Regions from separate parts of the Mus musculus genome. Here region 2 is linked to region 1. The links are chromatin contacts, called in public Hi-C maps. All regions are on one chromosome and are shown on one strand. Each heading gives the region's core, a stretch centred on a gene start, on an enhancer-like site or on the middle of the called end of the contact. The rest is flanking DNA. Distances are from core to core; before and after follow the strand shown.

Region 1 (4,224 bases), core at 663-3,162:
TGGGGACAGGGGACAAGGGAGGCGGTCGTGGCGGCGGAGACAGCGGAGGGGGCAGCGGTTGCAGCTTGTCCCCGGCCGCAGTCAGGCAGTCGCCCTGAGGTTCAGAGGAGGCAAGAAGGGCCAGGCGAGTTCCAGGCAGGGTCTTGAGGGTGCTGCGGTAGGTTTCGTGCCTGGTACCCCCGACATTGAGGATCACCCTCTCGTTGCTCTCGATCTTGCCCATCTCTGTGGCTCAGACATGACTAGGGGAGGCGAACACAGCACCAAGTTAAAGCTCTCGTGGGTCAGAGACTCATCAGGACCCCACCCTACCCCCTACCTCAACCCAAGAGTGCCAAACTGCAGAGCTGGCAAGTGGAAAGGACCCTCCCAGGAGGAGCTTGGTGCCCAAGTCCTGTCCCCGCCTCTCGCATCCCTGGCCCAGGTTCCCAGAGAACGAAGAACAGTTGAGTCTTCCTTGACCTTCCAGGAAACCTTTTTCTCTTGCGGCACACAGTCCACCCTTGGCTCTGACCTCTCTTTCCTTCTTGCCCTCCACCATGCCTCCCCTCTATCCCTGTCACATCCAACCTGCTTTAAGTCCCCAAGCCCCTCTTTCCTTTCCCTAAATCCCCACCGTTCAGTCCCCAGCCTTTTTTTCTACCCGCCTTTGCTCCAAGCGCTCCTCCCTAACTAGACCCCTTACCCACTATCCCATCCCTCTCTCTCTCTCGCTCAGCCCCTCCCCTGTTCTTAATGCAATTCCCCCATGAGGGAGTTACATTTGCTGAGGCAACTTAGCAGTGTTGAGTGGGAGGAGGCCAGGAGTGCCCCAGCTGCCTGCATACCCTGGTCCAACCTTAAGACAGCTCTCCCCACCGCCACCACCACCCCCAGCACTAGGGGAGTGCCCTTTGCCCGCTCTGTTCTCAGTTCACTTCTCTCCCTCACCTACCAGGCAGAAGACTGAACCCAGAAGTCAGAACAACAATAACAACAACAAACGTCCTCGCTACCGCCTTTCACCAAGGAGACCTCTGACTAATTTCCTCATCCAATTTCCTTTTCACATTACTGTTGCCGTTTGTTGCTAAATGTTATTATTACTTGGGAAAGGAAACGGCTAACTAGGATCCATCTTTGAGGACAAAAGTGAGCAGTCTCTGCCACCCCTCCCCCTTCCCAAGAAAAACAAACATCTTGGGGTGGAGAGTGGGGGGTTGCTTTCGAGGAGGGGCGAGGCCCAGGAGAAGCTGAGGGAGGCACACCCCCTGGGTCGCTGAGCTAGACCGCCTGTTTCCAGCTTCTCCCCAGGGGCTCCACAGCCAAGCTCTTAAAGCTAGGCAGGGGGATGCCCGCCTGCGCTGCCCTTCCTTTTCTCCCCTCCTAGTCCCCGGATACCTTAAGGAGACCGGGAGTAAAGTGGATCTGCTTGGGTCTCCCTGTGGACGAGGTTCTTCCTGCAGTCGGACAGAGTCTCTGCGACCAGCTGAGCCGCCCTCCTCAAAGGAGAAACTACTTGTTGGCGTTTTTTCGGGGTTCAGGTGGTTGATCCGCTTCTCTGGGTGCTGAGGTCGGGGAGACAGTCCCCGCCTGCCGCCCGCCGCGCTCCCTGCCTTCACGCTGCTGCGATCTGCTGGCTCTCCCATAGCCACCCTCCGCACCCAGAGTCACCATCGCGCGGGGCTGGGCGAACCATGGAGCTCGGGGCGGGTCCAGCTGGCACAGCCCGACCCCGCCGCAGACCTTCGGGTCGGCTGGCTGTGTCTGGAGCGGAGGCTGACCGAAGGACAGGGGGGCTCACCCAGTGGAAAGTGAAGGCTCTCAGCTTAGATTTGGATCCACAGATTTGGTGCTCCCCCCACCCCCGCCCGAAAGCGTCCTCTGCTAGAGCTGTTCTTCACCACCGCTTGCCTGAGCACACAGCTACAGTGGGTGGGTGGGTCTGGGGAATCTAGGATAAGCAGCACCGTCCTCCGCCCTCTCTGGAGCCCTACCTGCACTCTTTAAGCACAGATCTCCAGACCCTGTCTCCTCACTGCCCCACCCCTCCCAACAAGAGAGAGAGAGAGAGAGAGAGAGAGAATCTAAAGCCAATTGTATCTTTTCCTTAATGACAGCTGACAGGAGAAGTCTGCTTACAGGTGACAGGGATCTTGTTTCTTGTGTCTTCTACAGGGCTCTACTTTCTCTCTTCACTCAAATGTAGGTCTCCAGCCACCACCTCACGGTTATGTAAAACAAAACAAGTTTCTAAAAGTTTATCCCAGGAACATAATGCTCCAAAAAGTAAAACTTCAGCTTCCTTTGTCTGAAATAACCAAGCAACAAAGCAGTGCTCTCATCAGCCAAGTCCCAGTTAACTCTACTGTCTATCTGGGCCTTGTTTGTGCTGCTAGCGCTGATAAAATTAAGTATTTACAACCGCAGGGCTTTCCCCCCAGAAGAAATAGAGTATCTTACAATTTCAGGGTTCAGGGTTGGTCCTTCTGTAGGCCCTGAGGATAGAATGTGATCCAGTCAGCTACATGAGCTTGAAGGTAGCTAGTTTCTCCCAGCATCTCCTCACACCACTCTCTTCCTGTGTACATGTTATGTGTGTCTCCAGATTCTCCCTTCTCCGTGACATCACCCACATGATACAACAACCCTTGATAACGGCCTCATTTTAACCTGATCACCTCTAGACCATGTCTCCAACTAAAATCACCCTTTAATTAGTGGACATTGGGACCCCAGTAGATTGTCTTAGGGAGAACATGATATAACTCATACTAGATCTCATCACCAAAAAAAGCATGTTCTCTCTCTCTCTCTCTCTCTCTCTCTCTCTCTCTCTCTCTCTCTCTCTCTCTCTCTCTCTCTCTCTCTCTCTCTCCCCCCCTCTCTCTCTCTCTCTGTGTGGGTGTGTGTTTACATTTCAAGGAGAGACAGAGAGAGGGGACAGGTGGAATGGAGGAGGAGGAGCCAGAGCCAAAGAAGTGTACCGTTCCACAACTCCATGAGCAATGAGCAATGTTAGGATCAACATCCAACCAGTAAGGAAAGCATCAGGATGTAAATAGAGGGAGGGATCTTTGAAAAAACAAATTTTGCTGTCAATACTGTTATTTAGCCACAAAGTCGGCTGCAGCTGTCAAATTGACATGACTGGAAAAAGAAACTTAATTGATGAATCACCTCCATCATATTGACCTGTGGGGATAACTATGGGGCATTGTTTTTTACTTAATAGTTGATGTAAGAATACCAGACTAGGGAAAAAAATTACCAAATGAATTCGAATTCTATTGTCCCAGCTATTCCTTTATTTAATGTCATAAGTTCAATATAGAAAAGAATATGATATAAGCTTTAAAGTAAATTCACAATAGTAATAATGGTAACCTGAGCATTGGTAGTAACAGATAACATTTACTGAGAGCACAATAATTGTAAAATGCATAAATTCCATCCTTCGGTTTTAATAAAAGTAATGTTCACATTGTATAATAATGAAGACTATAGAAAGCTAACTTGTATCTTATATATCAGTGACAGGAATCTATGATGAGAGATTCCAGTTTCACAATAGTTCTTGTACTCTGGGGAAAGGTATGAGTGAATCAAAACGGAAAGGGGAGTGGCAAGGAGGACTTACAGGGAGGGAAACAATGATGTCAACTGGAGCACATTGGCTGGATCTAAGTTTATATGAGCTACTGAGAAGTACTCACGCTGATAAGAGGATTATCCTTCGGAAGAAGTCAGAATTTTCCTATGACTTATAGATGTAAAACAGAGACTGTGACCTGGGAATCTGAAAACAAGATGTGGGAGAGGAAAGGGTGGGCCACATCTGCTGAGGGAGAACTGGCACACAAGCAGTGAATGGAAAGCCTTCTCTGTCTCCCTGTCAACAGAAGAGCATCCTAATACAAACATCCAGGATCCGTTACATAAGATGGCCAAGAACAGAAAACCCCTCTGGCCAACTGATTCCACTGATCTTGCTGTAAAATTCAGATAAAAGTGAAAAGACAACAAAGCATTAAAAGATGATGAGCAAAACTGGGGGGGTGGGGGGCAGGGAGGACAGCAGCGCCAGTTTTCTTTATGACTGGTAGGGAGCAAGAGTATAAAAGACGGTATGGACAGTACAGCTCGCAGGGAAGCAACGGGTGGATCCCTTTGTGTCCTGGACTCAGCATCAGGGAAGGCTACAGAAAGGGGGCATTACATCATCATCACAGGAACTCTGGATCT
Region 2 (4,224 bases), core at 1,029-3,528, 300 kb before region 1:
TCTAGGTCTAGGTTAGCAGACTGGAAGGAGGCTGGAAGATGAAGCCTTCAAGGTCAGGGCTTGCAGAAGATTAGATTGTATGGAGGCTAGAAGCTTCCAGGCCATGACTAGGGATAGTTGGATAGAAACTCTCTGGGCTCAGTCCAAGGCATGTAGTTGTAAAGCTAGGGTATAGCTCTTATCGCATCCCATTGTCTCAGAAGAATAAAAGCTACTTTAATAAAAACAGAAATATATTGGGGAAATTATTTATTCTGAGAAGTAAAATATCTAAAGATTACAAATGAGTACCAATGAGTAAAGTTTAAGAAGATGAATAAATAAACACAAGACCAATATTCATAGATAGAAGTCATATTAATGAATGCACATACTGCTCAAACTTATCTAAAGTATTCAGTGGAATACTTATCAAAATTCATATGTTTTTCTCATAGACATAGAAAACTCTACCCCAACCAAAAGTAACCACAAACAATTGAGAATAGTGAAAAACTTGAATATTTTGTGTTTGCATGCTGCCTTGTTTTAATCTAAACCTCAAATCTAAAACTTGGTTCTGATGCCTCTTTTCAGAATCTGTCCTGAGTGCCCTCCACGTTGCCCTGTGATACAATGTCTGACACCACTTGACTCATCTCCTGAGGAAAGTTGTGACTTTTCTGTTTTGCCTTTAAAAGAATTAATTTCCATACAAATGAGACACACGAGTGTATGCGTAAACAATGAACGCTGTCAAAGCAAACTGATATTGGAATTAATACAATCCAACTACATTAGGCAACAACTTAGCCAGAACTTTCCGAAAGAAGTAGGAGTCCATTAGAGAGCTGGCTTCTCTCACGTATCTCTTTTACAGCTAGGCCCCTTGTGGGTAGCCATATCTGGGTATTCCACAGCCTCATAATTTCCTTATAGATGCATGATGCATCTGTCATAAGATGAAAACAATAAACGGAGAAATAAATGGCTAACAATATTACTGCATGGCCGCAGTAAAGTCACCCCATCCTTCCCTGGCACCTGGAGATTAAAGTTCCTTAACTAGAATAGAAAACAAAATGCCACTCTTTAAAACTTTGGGAAGTACCTATACCTTCACAAAGCCAACATTTCTAAAGAAATCCCTTGGGCATAATGAGCCTTTTGTAAAAAAGAAAATTGATCCAAATTCTTATAGTAGACTTTCCCCATTGGGAATGGATGATCCCCTGTGAGCAGCTTGCCTACCTAAGAAGCAAAGAGCACTGGAGTTTGCTAACAAGACTGCTCCAGCAGCATATATTTCTCTCTTGCATTCTTATGATGAGACTGTTTTTAAATGATGGAAACATTCCAAGTGTAAACAAAGAAAAATTCAGCTGAAAACTGCCAATGCTAACTTTGGGGCTTTGCAAAAAAATATCAGCTAGTGAACAGCTGCCAGATAAGATGTGTGTGCTTGTAAAGATGCTTTTTTATTCCTTACAAAATTTGAAGGAAATTGTAATGATGAATCATAAGCCCTGCCATAAATAAATCATGACTGCCAATTGCCAGATACAAAAATATTCTCATTAAAGCCCATTGTCTTTGAAGGCAAAATTGCCTCATTTATTATTTCAGTAGACTCACACCAATTTAGAACAATTAAAGTCTGCATTATCAAGCAGGCTTGATATGCACCGAACATGCATTAAAAGAGAAACAGGTGCCTTTGCTATCTAACAGGATCCATCACTAACTACTAGACGAAACATGCCACTTTGTCATGGAAGCAATTCTGTGTGTCTCACTGAATGAATGCCAATTTCCAATCAGCCACAGACAATGTGGAATCAGTCTATGCCAGCTCATTCTTGTAATCAATTCTTCTGTATTCCTCCTCTATCTACTACATGCAGGTAATTGGTCAGGCTTGGTGGGAATCGGAAAGTTGAGAAAATTACTCTCATTTAAATTCATGCATATTCTCCAAGAGAGCAGAAATGGCATGTGTTCAAAGAGTAGTAATTGAGCGTTGAAATTGAATGGCACGTGTAGTACTGGGGACCTGAAAGGAAGTGAAAGGAAGTTTTGATTGGAGGGGCCAAGAAAATCAATAATAACCTGGCATAGTGTGACCTGGGAACTGAGAACTGTAAATTGCTACATGTAGCTATTAAAGAACGGTCCATATGGGATGAAGTGGAAGAAACAGGACAAAGGGACCAGAACTATAGAACAGATGGAGCTTTGAAGAGCGCCATACTGGAGAAGATCTAAAAATCAGACCGACTGTAGCTCAAAGCAAATGTTGGAAAAGCATCAAAGCACAATAAGCATTATGGATGTGGATTGTAAATATGACCAGTATGGACAGGATATAAGAAGACATATGCATGTTATGGTTACTTGAGTAGCCTTCAAATGAGTAGGCATATTTCGTAACTTCTAACTCAGTGTGTACAGTGGCCTGCAAAACAAATGTGTCCAATCAAGCTGAAAACATGAAGGGAAGGACAGAATTTTGAAAATAAAATGATTTTACCAACTGTTAAATAAAGCGATGCCAGGGGCTATTGATAGAATCTTAGATAGCATATAAGACTCTCATGGTCAAAGTGGGAAAACATTTATCAGTGCTGAAGACGTGATGTTAAGCTCTAGTGGTTATCAACCTATGGTTTTAGGTGGGTCAAATGGCTATGAGAATGAGTTGAGATAATTTCATGGTCATTACAAGTCTCAATTTGTCCATCTGGATATTAGATTAAAAAATAATGGGTTCATTTAAAAATACATAAATACAACTTGCTCGGTCTGTATAATGTTACTTAGGTGTTAGATTTTCAACATTTATGACTTGGCGTTCAATAAAACATTGCTGTGGTCTTCCCTGGGGAAAACTATTTTTGCTGCTCTTGGCATTCCTCACTTGCCTGCAGTTCTTTGTCTAGGGCTGAGCGCCAATGAGATTTACTCCCTCCATCTTAGCATGTCTGTTGGTGTACACATCCGCATTCAAAGCATTCTACATTTCATATTACAGGTATTTTTTTTTCATTTAGGAATCTTAAAGTAGATACTTAAGTTGTTTATAAATGGGTGATGGGTCTTTTCTATTTTGGTTCGTTTACTACACATCTCTCAAAAGGCATGCTATTATTGGAAGCTTGGCTATATTAATTTCATCATTGATCAAAATGAATTAAAAGTATCTTCTAGTGATTATTTAGGCTTGTTTAATTTAACATATATACTAAAGTCTCAGTTTGGAAAGCTACACCTTTAAGATGTAAGTAGTAAATCATCTATTACTCACTTATTCGAAATCTAGGTTGAAGTCTGAGCAACTCTTAAAAAGAGTGTGTCCTGTACTGGAGAAGACTCCTCACTCCTCACTGGGCTTTAGCACCTTCATAGGGTCTTTTGTTCCTCTCACTGTTCAGATGGTGATCAACTCCCCTCTGCCCCAGAGATTGCATATCGTAGTCCTAATATTCCCACACCCATAATAAATAAAAGGCTCTCCTTTGCATAAACATTTAGATCTTCTTTGATGTAAGATGACAAAAAAACACATTCTTGTTATAAATAGATGACATCAAGATTTACTGCAATGATTTCTTTCATTAATTAATTAATTAATTAATTAATTTACTTTACATAAAGTGAATTACTGATCACTGATCCCCCTCCTCTCAGTCTCCCACAGACACCATTACTTCCTCCATCCCTCTCAACTTCTCCTCTGAGAGGGGCAAGGCCCCTCAGAGTATCACCTCACCCTCACTCACTGAGGTCAGACAAGGCAGCTTAGTTAGGGGAATGGAATCCACAGGCAGGCAACAGATTTTAGAGAGAGGCCCCACTCCAGTTGTTCAGGGACCTACACAAAGACTGAGCTCCACATCTGCTATATATGTCTGGGAAAGCCTAGGTCCAGCCCATACATGCTTTTTGATTTTAAGTTCACTCTCTGGGAGCTCCCAAAGTCCAGGTTAGTTGACTCTGTTGGTCTTCCTGTGGAGTTCTTATGCCCTCCATGTCCTTCAATTTTTTTCCCCAAACTCCTCCATGAGACTTGTCAAGTTCCATCAAATGTTTGGCTGTGTCTCTGCATCTTTTTCAGTCAACAGCTAGGTAGAGTCTCTCAGAGGACAATTATGCTGCTAGACTCCTGTCTGTAAGCATAACAAGAGTATCATTAATAGTGTCAGGAATTGTTTCTTGCTCATGCAATGGGCATCAAGTTGGGCCAGT

Evidence for each region. A called contact is a pair of places that touch in the nucleus more often than the background predicts.
Region 2: a contact with region 1 is called in a Hi-C map of cortical neurons, with 3 times the contacts expected there. The contact joins the enhancer-like site here to the promoter of Kcnc2 in region 1. A contact is called at or near these places in 1 of 39 promoter capture datasets (hippocampal neurons), 2 of 484 Hi-C or Micro-C datasets (both in cortical neurons) and 2 of 115 datasets of contacts at active chromatin or transcription factors (embryonic forebrain and forebrain).

What each region holds. Positions count from the first base shown.
Region 1 is chr10:112,267,705-112,271,928 of GRCm38.p6, reverse strand. It overlaps Kcnc2 (potassium voltage gated channel, Shaw-related subfamily, member 2), which reads right to left and starts at 1,912. Exons shown (of 5, transcript NM_001379643.1): 1 at 1,381-1,912; 2 at 1-242. The coding sequence starts at 223.
Region 2 is chr10:112,569,980-112,574,203 of GRCm38.p6, reverse strand. No RefSeq gene overlaps it. Among named protein-coding and RNA genes, the nearest start is that of Gm40764, 88 kb to the left of the region's middle. Within about 2 kb of position 2,278, at least 14 of the 459 cell types and tissues checked have an H3K27ac peak or open chromatin away from gene starts, as enhancers often do. A contact at or near this core is called in cortical neurons, where this site is marked.